Linked DNA regions of Mus musculus: regions 2 and 3 are each linked to region 1. A link is a contact called in public HiChIP or PLAC-seq data. All regions are on one chromosome and are shown on one strand. The core of a region is the stretch at or near the end of the contact, and the rest is flanking DNA. Distances in the headings are between cores, read along the strand shown.

Region 1 (2,940 bases), core at 164-2,663:
CCAGAATTACAAATGCATGCCACTGTGCCAGGTGCCACTGTCACAAGTGTGAAGAAAATGTCACTTTGGCTCCACATGGGCCCTGCTGCTAACTTTGAGAGTAAACGTAAGTTTTGAAAAGGGAAAGAAGCAAACAGAAATAAAACTGACTGATGCTGGCCATATGATATAGAAACATTCCCTGCTAGAGATTAAGAAACTGGCTGAAGACAGAGATATACTACCTCCCAAGTAAATCTTCAGTGTTTCACTTTTAATACCAGTGTCTTTTAGAGTGTGATGTGAATAAGGACACTGCAGAGTTACACACTGTTTTCTAGGGCCTAAAATCATAAAGTAGTATTGAGAATCCTTGACATTGTCTGGGGTCAGGAGAATGGCTAATCTCAACTCACTCCAGAGGCTATGGGGTTTGTCTGCTGATATTGTCAACTTGACCATTCACTGTGGCAAAGTTCCCTAACTAGGGATAACTCGCCTGGGTCCCTTTGCAGTACGAAATGCAGTCTCTCCAGATTTGGTTACAGACTGATAAAGCAGGTGTTAAGATAACTGATAGCTTTTCTCCTATTTGTAGACTTTCATATCTTCTCCCAAACACTGACAGAATAAACTGCTTCCAACACCCTGGGAACATAACCTTAGAAAATTGGTTTCATAGTTTCTCTTATTTCTTAGAATTTCTAATGCTCAAAATTTAGTTAGTAAAACTTTAGTGAGCAACTACTGTGTGGCAGGAACTGGATACTAGCCCTGGAACTGGATTCCTTAACTAAGGACCGCTAACATCATACATTAGCTGAAGAGACTGAGGTCCAGAGACTTTAAACTGTTTCTCTAAATTCTCAAAGATAGGTGAAGGCAAAACTCAGAGCCTGCCTTGCACTCTGTCTTCTCACAGGTTGTTTCCTATGTTTATAAGTGTGAGAAGTGTTACACTTACAGTCTTCTCACAGTTATAAACGTAGGAAACAACGTGTGAGAAGAGTTCAAAGACATCGAGAAGAGTCAAACAAATGGTTGAGAAATGGGGGTGTCCAGTTCATGACCCCACTCCACTTTCCGGCTTCCACCAGGGCCGGCTTCCTTCTCTGGGAGGAATGAATCGAGAAGTAGCAAACCTCTTCCTCTTTTAAAATCCGGGCTGCTGTGAATGAGTGAGTGACTACATGCATTTGTCTGACCATCTTGGGAGTGTCTAGGTGGCAAAACCCCCACTTGTCACAACCCAGCATCCTGTTATTATGGCTGCTTTTCTGCTCCCTAAAAACCTTTTCTTAAAAGAATTGTTACTATCCCGGTCACATGAAGAATTGTGCCTCTGATGTATTGAGGTTATTATTAGCTCACCAGTGGCCTCTCCCCTCCAACTCTCACCTCTACTTTCAATCTGCACCCTGGAGGAGCTACTTCTGTTTTCTGCTGGCCTGGCTGTTGGAGAGTAAGCCCTAACCTCCTTCCCCCCCTTTCTCTTCTCACTGTCCGCATCTTCCCGGCATCCCAAAGGCGTGACTTCCCCTGATTGGCTCTGCAGTTGGCACGATGCTATGCTCGCCTTTATGACTCTTGCCGTAATGCTCAGGTCTCTTTTCTGTGAGACCTGAAGAACTGTCAGTGAACGGTTAGCATACAGTAGAGTGTTCTCTGTTAGTGATAATGAGGAAAGAATAAATACCATGAAATAAGTTCATTGTTGAAGTTATGGCAATTCTGCCTCCCTTCTCCATGTTCCCACAAGTAAAACTCAAAATTTACTTATAAACAGCTTGTCTATAAAGTTATGTTCTTCTCTGACTAGATCGTAACTTAAATTTACCCATTTATTCTAATCTACATTCTTTGACATGGCTGATTGGTACCATGTATCTCTCTCCGTCATGTTTTCCTGGGTAAATCTCCAGTGCCTGACTCTGTCCCAGAACCCCCTCTGCCTCCCATATGACCCACCTTCTATTCTACCCTTTCCTGTAGGTCACCGGTTTTTTAATTCAAGGATGAGGCATCCATACAATACACAAGATATCCTCTCTACATTTCCCGCTAGTTCCATTGAACTCAAGTTTTTCTTTGGGGCAGTAATATTGCTATTTTAGCTGACATTAGTTATTTGTGTAATGACAAGCACCTCTAAGATTTTATATATGTATGCAATATATATTACCTGTACATAATGTAACCAATTACAAGATATATGTTGTGGCAATAGATGGAATAAGTAAGAGAAATTATGAGAAAATGGTTTCTCTGGTTTGGGAGTTTGGGGGAGTGCTTTTTGGATCATGCTCGCAGGATAGGAAAAATCATAGAGACTTTGTACCTGTAGATGGGTCAAAATATAAGAGTAATGGTGTGTGAGAAAAGTAGGTCACCTCCTGCAGAGGCCGCACCATTACTAGGAATAAAAGAGAAAGCAATCCATCTGGGACCTGGCCTCTGGGGTTTTTGATTTAAGGTTCAAGTTGAAAAGTAAGAAAAACTGCATCTTATTCCTGTGTTAGACGCTCACTCCAGGGCTCAGCTGCCACAGTCAGCAGGGAGGCTGCAAGCAAGAAGAAACAAAGCCTCTTCAGAAGCATTGCACAAAACCGGGATGCTCTAGAAGTGAACAAACACACAGCCAAGTCCAGAGTCCAAGGTACCAGAAACCAGAAACAAATGAACAACCGGAACAAAATAGCAGAAAACTTCATATCCACACAACAGCATCGGAAAAACTGTCTGTCATTTGCCTTAACAGCGGCTTGTTAAATATGGAATAATAAGAAAAGCAGAGATGAAAAGTGATTGCAGGTTCTGCAGGTGCCAGACGGGGTACAAGCCGATTTCACACACTTGGAGCTCAAATAGCAAATGTCTAAGAGCAAACTCTTCCCCCAAGGGAAGCTGAGAGACTCCAGTCTGTTGGGATGAGAGCAAGACAAACTCTCAACCCAGGTTTTA
Region 2 (3,153 bases), core at 128-2,627, 730 kb after region 1:
TAAGGACTTGTAACTCTTTAGCAGTGTTCTCCTGTATTTCTTTAAGTGAGTTATTAACGTCCTTCTTGATGTCCTCTATCATCATCATCATGAGATATGCTTTTAAATACAGGTCTAACTTTTCGGGTATGTTGGGGTGCCCAGGACTGGGTGAGGTGGGAGTGCTGCATTCTGATTATGGTGAGTGGTCTTGGCTTCTGTTAGTAAGATTCTTATGTTTGCCTTTCGCCATCTGGTAATCTCTGGAGTCAGTTGTTATAGTTGTCTCTGGTTAGAACTTGTTCCTCTTGTGATTTTGTTAGTCTCTATCAGCAGACCTGGGAGACTAGCTCTCTCCTGAGTTTCATTGGTCAGAGCACTCTCTGCAGGGAAGCTCTCCTCTTGCAGGGAAGGTGCCCAGATATCTGGCGTTGGAACCTGCCTCCTGGCAGAAGTTGTGTTCCACTCACCTGAGGTCTAAGATCCTGTGGAGAGTGCTCTGGGGACCTTGGGGGTGTCTGCCAACTCTGTGCCCAAGGTGACCCTGTGCTGGGGCCAACCAGAAGGGCACATTATCATTTTTTTATTGGAGATTTCAGCCCAGCAAACTGCCACCACCAAGTGACTTTACACCCATTGGGAGTGTGACCCACTGATGCACAGTTTCAGTCTAGGACAGCTCCTCCTGTCTACATCTCTCATTTTTCTCCCTGCACAACTGGAGAAGCTTTCTTGGCTCTCAGCTTCTCTTTCTCTTGAAAAGCCCGATCAGAACCAATCAGAGTGTCTTCCCGGTGCTCCTCCCGAGCTGGCTAATCCGTGGGTCCGGAACTGTACTTCCCGGGTTCCAAATAAGGCATCTCTGCTCCTTCAGTGTTCAAGTTGATTGATGGATATTGGGTCAGGAGAAGGCCTAAGTGAAGTTGAGCCCAGAGAAGGATTTTTGTTACACCAGTGAAGGAGGCAAAAACAAACAAACAAACAAACAAACAAACAAACAAAATTAATTAATTAATTAATTAATTAATTTTAAAAAATCACATTTCTGATTTGCGTTTCTCTGATCACTGTGGACATTAGGAATGATTTGATGGTTAGCCGTTTGTGTTCTCGGCATCAGAGGTCCTTCAGTGGAATCTCTTGCATCCTTTCTTAGCTCTTGATGTCTAGAGGGTAATAAATAATCCTTTGGCTGCTCTGCGAATTGGAAGTACTTCTCTTTTTTTTCAATTGCTTTCACTTTGTTGGTTTTGTTATTCAGGAAAGAAACGAGTTTTGATGTGTGAACACACATATTTATATACATTCAGAGAGGATCTACAAACATGCCATATATGTCTATACTTTGCTTTGAAATGCCCTTCAATAAAAAAACAAAATCTTCTGGCTTTGATAACTCTTATCTTTCCTTTCTAGTGTGGGAGGCTTCCTGCCTTGCTGGTCTGCGTGCCAAACACGAGCCCACAGAGCTTAATTTTAACTCAGCAAACAGAGCTTTTCGGTCGGGTCACATTACTGGGAACACCTGTGAAATTGAGGAGCTTTTCCTGAGGGCGAGCTAGGTAGGGCATCACCTCGCTGGGAGCAAAGTTCTGGCATTGGAATCCTGGCTGTCCTGCAGATCTGGAGACATTGCTTACTCAGAAGCCCGAACTGGAGGATTTTAACACCAGCTGCTTCGGGGTTTCTTTGCCTCCCTTGCTCAAAGCTTAGCAGCATTAGCTTCAAGACAACCAGTTCAACTGACTGTTAAAGACTTATGCCCAGGAATCTCTGGTCCCTTTTTCCCTCCATAGCTCCCAACAGAGAGAGTTTATAATTGTTTTGTACAACTATCTGTTCCCCCCCTTTTTGATTCCAGTTTTTATCTTTAATTTCAGAGCTTTAATGGAAGAACAGGAAAAATATACCCCTCCATTGTAAGGCCAAAATTGACTTGGTCAGACAGACTTGTCTCCATACCATTTGAGAGACTTCTATTTCCTACTTGAGCAAGTCTTGCTGCTTTGGTACAATGTTGACATCAACGCCTACCTCCATCACCCGCCTCCCCAAAGAGATGAAATCTAATCATCACCTCAGAATGCTTTCATGACATATAATCTTGTCACAGATGCAAAAGATTTTAGGACACTTTAACGTCTAGCTTTAAAAGAAAAACCAAACCAAAACAAACCAAACAAAACACCCTGTTTTCTCAAGTTTATATTCCACGATTAATTTTTAAGAACATTAATTAAAAAAAAGAAAAGAAAAATGAGAGAAAATAAGAAATTGAACCTTTTACCCTTAGTAATTCTGCTTGCAGCATTTTGTTGAAGCAGTGAAGCAACCGTAGAGAAGAAGACGGAAACTCACGAGTTTAAAGAATTGATTTCATGAAGGGATGTGCTTGTAGATTTCTGTCAGTAGAAAATCACCAAACTCCCTTGGTTGCTCTCCACCCAGTTCCTCCAATGCTGGTCCTTCTTCACCCAAGCTATGCCCCAACCCCAGCATTCTCTAGTTCTGACTAGAATTTTGTGGTACCAGTTACAACACAATCTAATCCCAGCTCATTCTGTATTTTCTTCCTCTAAATCCACTTACTGATTTCAAGACACAAGCGCATATGGGCTTTTGTCTCCTGGTGTCCGGGATGAGAAATGAGGCAGGAAAGAGAACAGCTAATGGCGGGAGCTGAGGTGCACAGGCCACGTACAGTCAGGAACAGTACATCTACTAAACTGGAGGCGAAAAGCCAAGGCAGCCAGATTAAGAGAGTAATAATAATAATAATAAAACAACAATTGAGGGACAAACCAAAACTAAGAGAAAACAGTTTGCATTCTGTATGTCAAACTGGAGAGGGGAGAATGGAAAGGAACAAAACATTGGGGGAAACATTAACTGTCCACTTGTAGAAACTATGTGTAGAAAAATCAATACAACCACCCCTCTATATAACAGGTCAGATTTCTTGGACTCTTCTAGGAGAGACGCTGATAACTTTCTACCTGCTCTCAAATTTGAGCCTCTCAGCTCAAGTGCTAATTAGACTGTAATTCCACAGGGTGGAAACCATGGTTTCACTACACGAGTGGACGCTATGGAATCTTGAGACTGGCTGCTGGCTCACACTTGGGGGGAGGGGGGTGTCAGTCACTGCCACCTAGACAGCGTGTCCTCATGTGT
Region 3 (3,068 bases), core at 558-3,057, 990 kb after region 1:
GTAAATAAAACAGATTGAACTGAGCCTGGTGCTTCCCATATAAATCTTGCTTTCAAATAGCAAAGAATGATGGCTAGTTAGCATAAAGATATGTTAAACTATATATGTACTTTACAAAACATTTTCTCATGACAAAACGTGTGGTTCTGATCTAAACTATTTCCATTATTTTTCTTGTAGAAAAAGAACAGTAGCCCACAAACATTTACAATGATAATATTTGGCTATAATTATAGAGACATTTCAACAGAACTCAAGACATTGAAGAAAAAAAAAAAACCACTAGCAATTGGGAATGAGAAAGCAAGCGTCTACTGATAGAATGTTGGATTATTTCATCACGCTCCTCTCCAGCATCCGACGGAAATCTTCCTAAGAAATTACACTTAAAATCCTATTTGCTTAAGGCACCACAAAATATGTGAGCAACAACTTGGGGGATGGAGATGTAGTCACAGAAAACGTGTTAGGGTGCTCTCCGAGCATGCAGGAAGCCCTGGCTGGCTTCAGTCTTCAGCATCACACACATCGAATACGCCCAACACTAGCGTGATGCAAGTAGGAGGATACGTAGTTCAAGTTGGACAGAAGGCTGGGCTACATGAGACACTGTCTCAAAAAACAAAAACAAAAAACCACCTTGGGTTTTTATTAGTTTTCATCTTAAAAAAATATGCAATCATCAGAGCTTCGGAATTTATTTTATTACATCAAATGCCCCTAAAACCAATAATCTTAGTGTTGTGATCATAAAAAGAGAAAGAGCTATTACGATAAGTTCTGGCGGGGTCTGGGAGAAGGGGGTATAGAGTTTATTCAGGGCATGGAGAGGGGAGTTAAGAAAGTAGACGAGGCAGAGAAAGGCAGAGAGAAGGAGAGAGTAGTGAAGTAGAGGCGGGCCATGACACATGGAGCAAGGGGGGGAGGGAATGGGGAGCAAGAGGGCAAGAGGCAAAAGAAAGGCAAATGAGAGAGGATGGGAGAGGGGGAGACAAGCAGCCCCTTTTATAGGGCCAGGTCTACCTGGCTGTTGCCAGGTAACCGTGGGGCAGCGAATACCTGGCAATTGCCAGGTATCTGTGGGGGTGGAGTCCAGACAGAATACCAACACTTATGGACTGTGCTAAAGGTACGGTTGGGAGTTGTTCATCAAAAAGATGTAATACGAAAACCCTAAAGATGTTAGACTCTGCCTATTGAAGCTAGGCCTTGGTTGGACATTGCTAGGCAACTGATTCCCCTTAGGTCAAGAAGCCAGGGAAGGCCAGGGAGTGGTGGAGCACGCCTTTAATCTCGGGAGGCAGAGGCAGGCGGATTTCTGAGTTTGAGGCCAGCCTGGTCTACAGAGTGAGTTCCAGGACAGCCTAGGGCTACACAGAGAAACCCTGTCTCGAAAAACCAACCAACCAACCAACCAAACAACCAAACAACCAAACAAACAAACAAACATATTAAAAAAAAAAAAAAAGAAGAAGAAGAAGCCAGGGAAGTGACCACTTTCCTGTCATGAACCTGCACAGCCTTGGTCTTGTTTTCGTTTGTTTTTGATTGTTTTTGTTTTGTTTGTTCTGAGTTAAGCACAGGTAAGGAATATCTGAAGCCCCAGGTTGGAACCTGAAACTTGCCCTCAGGTAAGTAGGCTACTCCCTGCCGCCACCAACTCCAGCCAGAAAGCCCCGCCCACTGAAGGTCCTGCTAGCCCCACCTCCCGGAAGTCCCCGGGAAGGTTCTGTCACCGCGGGCTCACGCAACTTCCGGCTACAGCCTAGCGGCTCGCCGGCGATTGGCTCCTTGCCCCGCCATCGTGTGACGTGCTGCCCTAGCCCTGTGGACCCACGTGTGGAGCTGCCGGCAGGTACCGGGGAGCGGCGGTTCGGCTGCCGCGGTTCCGGAGAGGGTGTCCCTGCCTCATCATGGTGAGAAAACCGCGGTGCTCCGGGAGGGAGCCGCTCCCTGCGGCTGACTTAGGCCACTGGCCGCGTGGCTTGGTGCCCCGAGTCCTGTCACTCTCCCGGCACCAGTCACCTTCGTCACCCCCGGGGCACTTCGGAAGGAGAAAGAAGGTTTCCCTTTCGCCAAACGCCCGGAGTTTCCAGTCCTGAAGGCTTTGGGTAACTCCGTCCCTGTGACGCAGAAGCTCCGCCCCCTGCTTCCGGGGTTCACTTGGGCCACTGGGTAGCAACTCTGGTTAGACCCAGAGCTGAAGAGCAAATACGAATGTATCGAGGAGTAAATCATCTGAACCTTAGTTGTCTGTGCCCTAATCTTATTTACTACCTTGTAGATGAAGTGTCTGTCTATATTTTCTTGTGGCAGGCTCCTTGTCTTGTTGATAAAACTTTTCGGGGACCTTCCCAGAGCACCCATTAAGAGAGACTTCAGGCATTTGCTTTTGATTTGAAAATCCTGTTTGATTTTCCCTCTTACTGATTTACTTGCTAAGAGCGGAGAGTTTCTCACACTGCCCCACATATTCCCCAGCACCTTTGAACAAGTGTCTCAGAGTAGGTGCCTAGCCAGGGTTTGTTGGCGAAGGTAAGTATGGATCCTTCAGGAGACAGGGACTCCTGTCCTGTCTGGCTTAGGTGTACAAATCTGAAATATCTGTTCACCCTCCACATGCTTAACTGAGTGTACCTGTGGCTGTGGCGTTGCCCACTGTGTGGGGGTTCTGTTTTATTGACCTTTCCTGATTATTTTGTAGCCTCACAGAAAGAAAAAGCCCTTTATAGAGAAGAAGAAAGCTGTGTCTTTTCACCTGGTCCACCGGAGCCAGCGAGATCCTTTAGCCGCAGATGAAACTGCACCCCAGAGGGTTCTCTTGCCTACACAAAAGGTAGGTCCTGTTCTGGAGCCACTACGTTTTTAGGTGAATGGTAGTTTTGTAGTCCTGAACATGGAACCCAGGGAACTTAAGCATGCCGGGCATTCTCAGAAGTTGGTCCTCTTAAAAAAATAAAAAAAAGAGCTGTGACTCAGTTTCCAGTTTCTGTGCTGATGTTTGATGTTGTGTATTTATTTTGATTGACAGGCTAAAGCATCTTTGAGATTATTAAATAAAGAGATCT

Evidence for each region. HiChIP or PLAC-seq counts read pairs in DNA pulled down with a chosen protein or histone mark.
Region 2: a contact with region 1 is called in an H3K4me3 HiChIP or PLAC-seq map of bone marrow-derived macrophages, with 6 times the contacts expected there. The contact joins two enhancer-like sites. A contact is called at or near these places in 3 of 484 Hi-C or Micro-C datasets (bone marrow-derived DN3 thymocytes, cardiomyocytes and embryonic stem cells) and 1 of 115 datasets of contacts at active chromatin or transcription factors (bone marrow-derived macrophages).
Region 3: a contact with region 1 is called in an H3K27ac HiChIP or PLAC-seq map of microglia, with 6 times the contacts expected there. The contact joins the promoter of Ltv1 here to the enhancer-like site in region 1. A contact is called at or near these places in 2 of 39 promoter capture datasets (embryonic stem cells and liver), 2 of 484 Hi-C or Micro-C datasets (CD4 T cells and olfactory sensory neurons), 4 of 115 datasets of contacts at active chromatin or transcription factors (astrocytes, embryonic stem cells, large pre-B cells and 1 more) and 1 of 9 other capture datasets (adipose tissue).

What each region holds. Positions count from the first base shown.
Region 1 is chr10:14,184,949-14,187,888 of GRCm38.p6, reverse strand. No RefSeq gene overlaps it. Among named protein-coding and RNA genes, the nearest start is that of Gm51759, 59 kb to the right of the region's middle. Within about 2 kb of position 1,413, at least 48 of the 459 cell types and tissues checked have an H3K27ac peak or open chromatin away from gene starts, as enhancers often do. A contact at or near this core is called in bone marrow-derived macrophages and microglia, where this site is marked.
Region 2 is chr10:13,451,790-13,454,942 of GRCm38.p6, reverse strand. The region is part of intron 1 of Phactr2 (phosphatase and actin regulator 2); the gene reads left to right. Among named protein-coding and RNA genes, the nearest start is that of Phactr2, 21 kb to the left of the region's middle. Within about 2 kb of position 1,377, at least 21 of the 459 cell types and tissues checked have an H3K27ac peak or open chromatin away from gene starts, as enhancers often do. A contact at or near this core is called in bone marrow-derived macrophages, where this site is marked.
Region 3 is chr10:13,191,876-13,194,943 of GRCm38.p6, reverse strand. It overlaps Ltv1 (LTV1 ribosome biogenesis factor), which reads left to right and starts at 1,807. Exons shown (of 11, transcript NM_181470.4): 1 at 1,807-1,916; 2 at 2,705-2,836. The coding sequence starts at 1,914.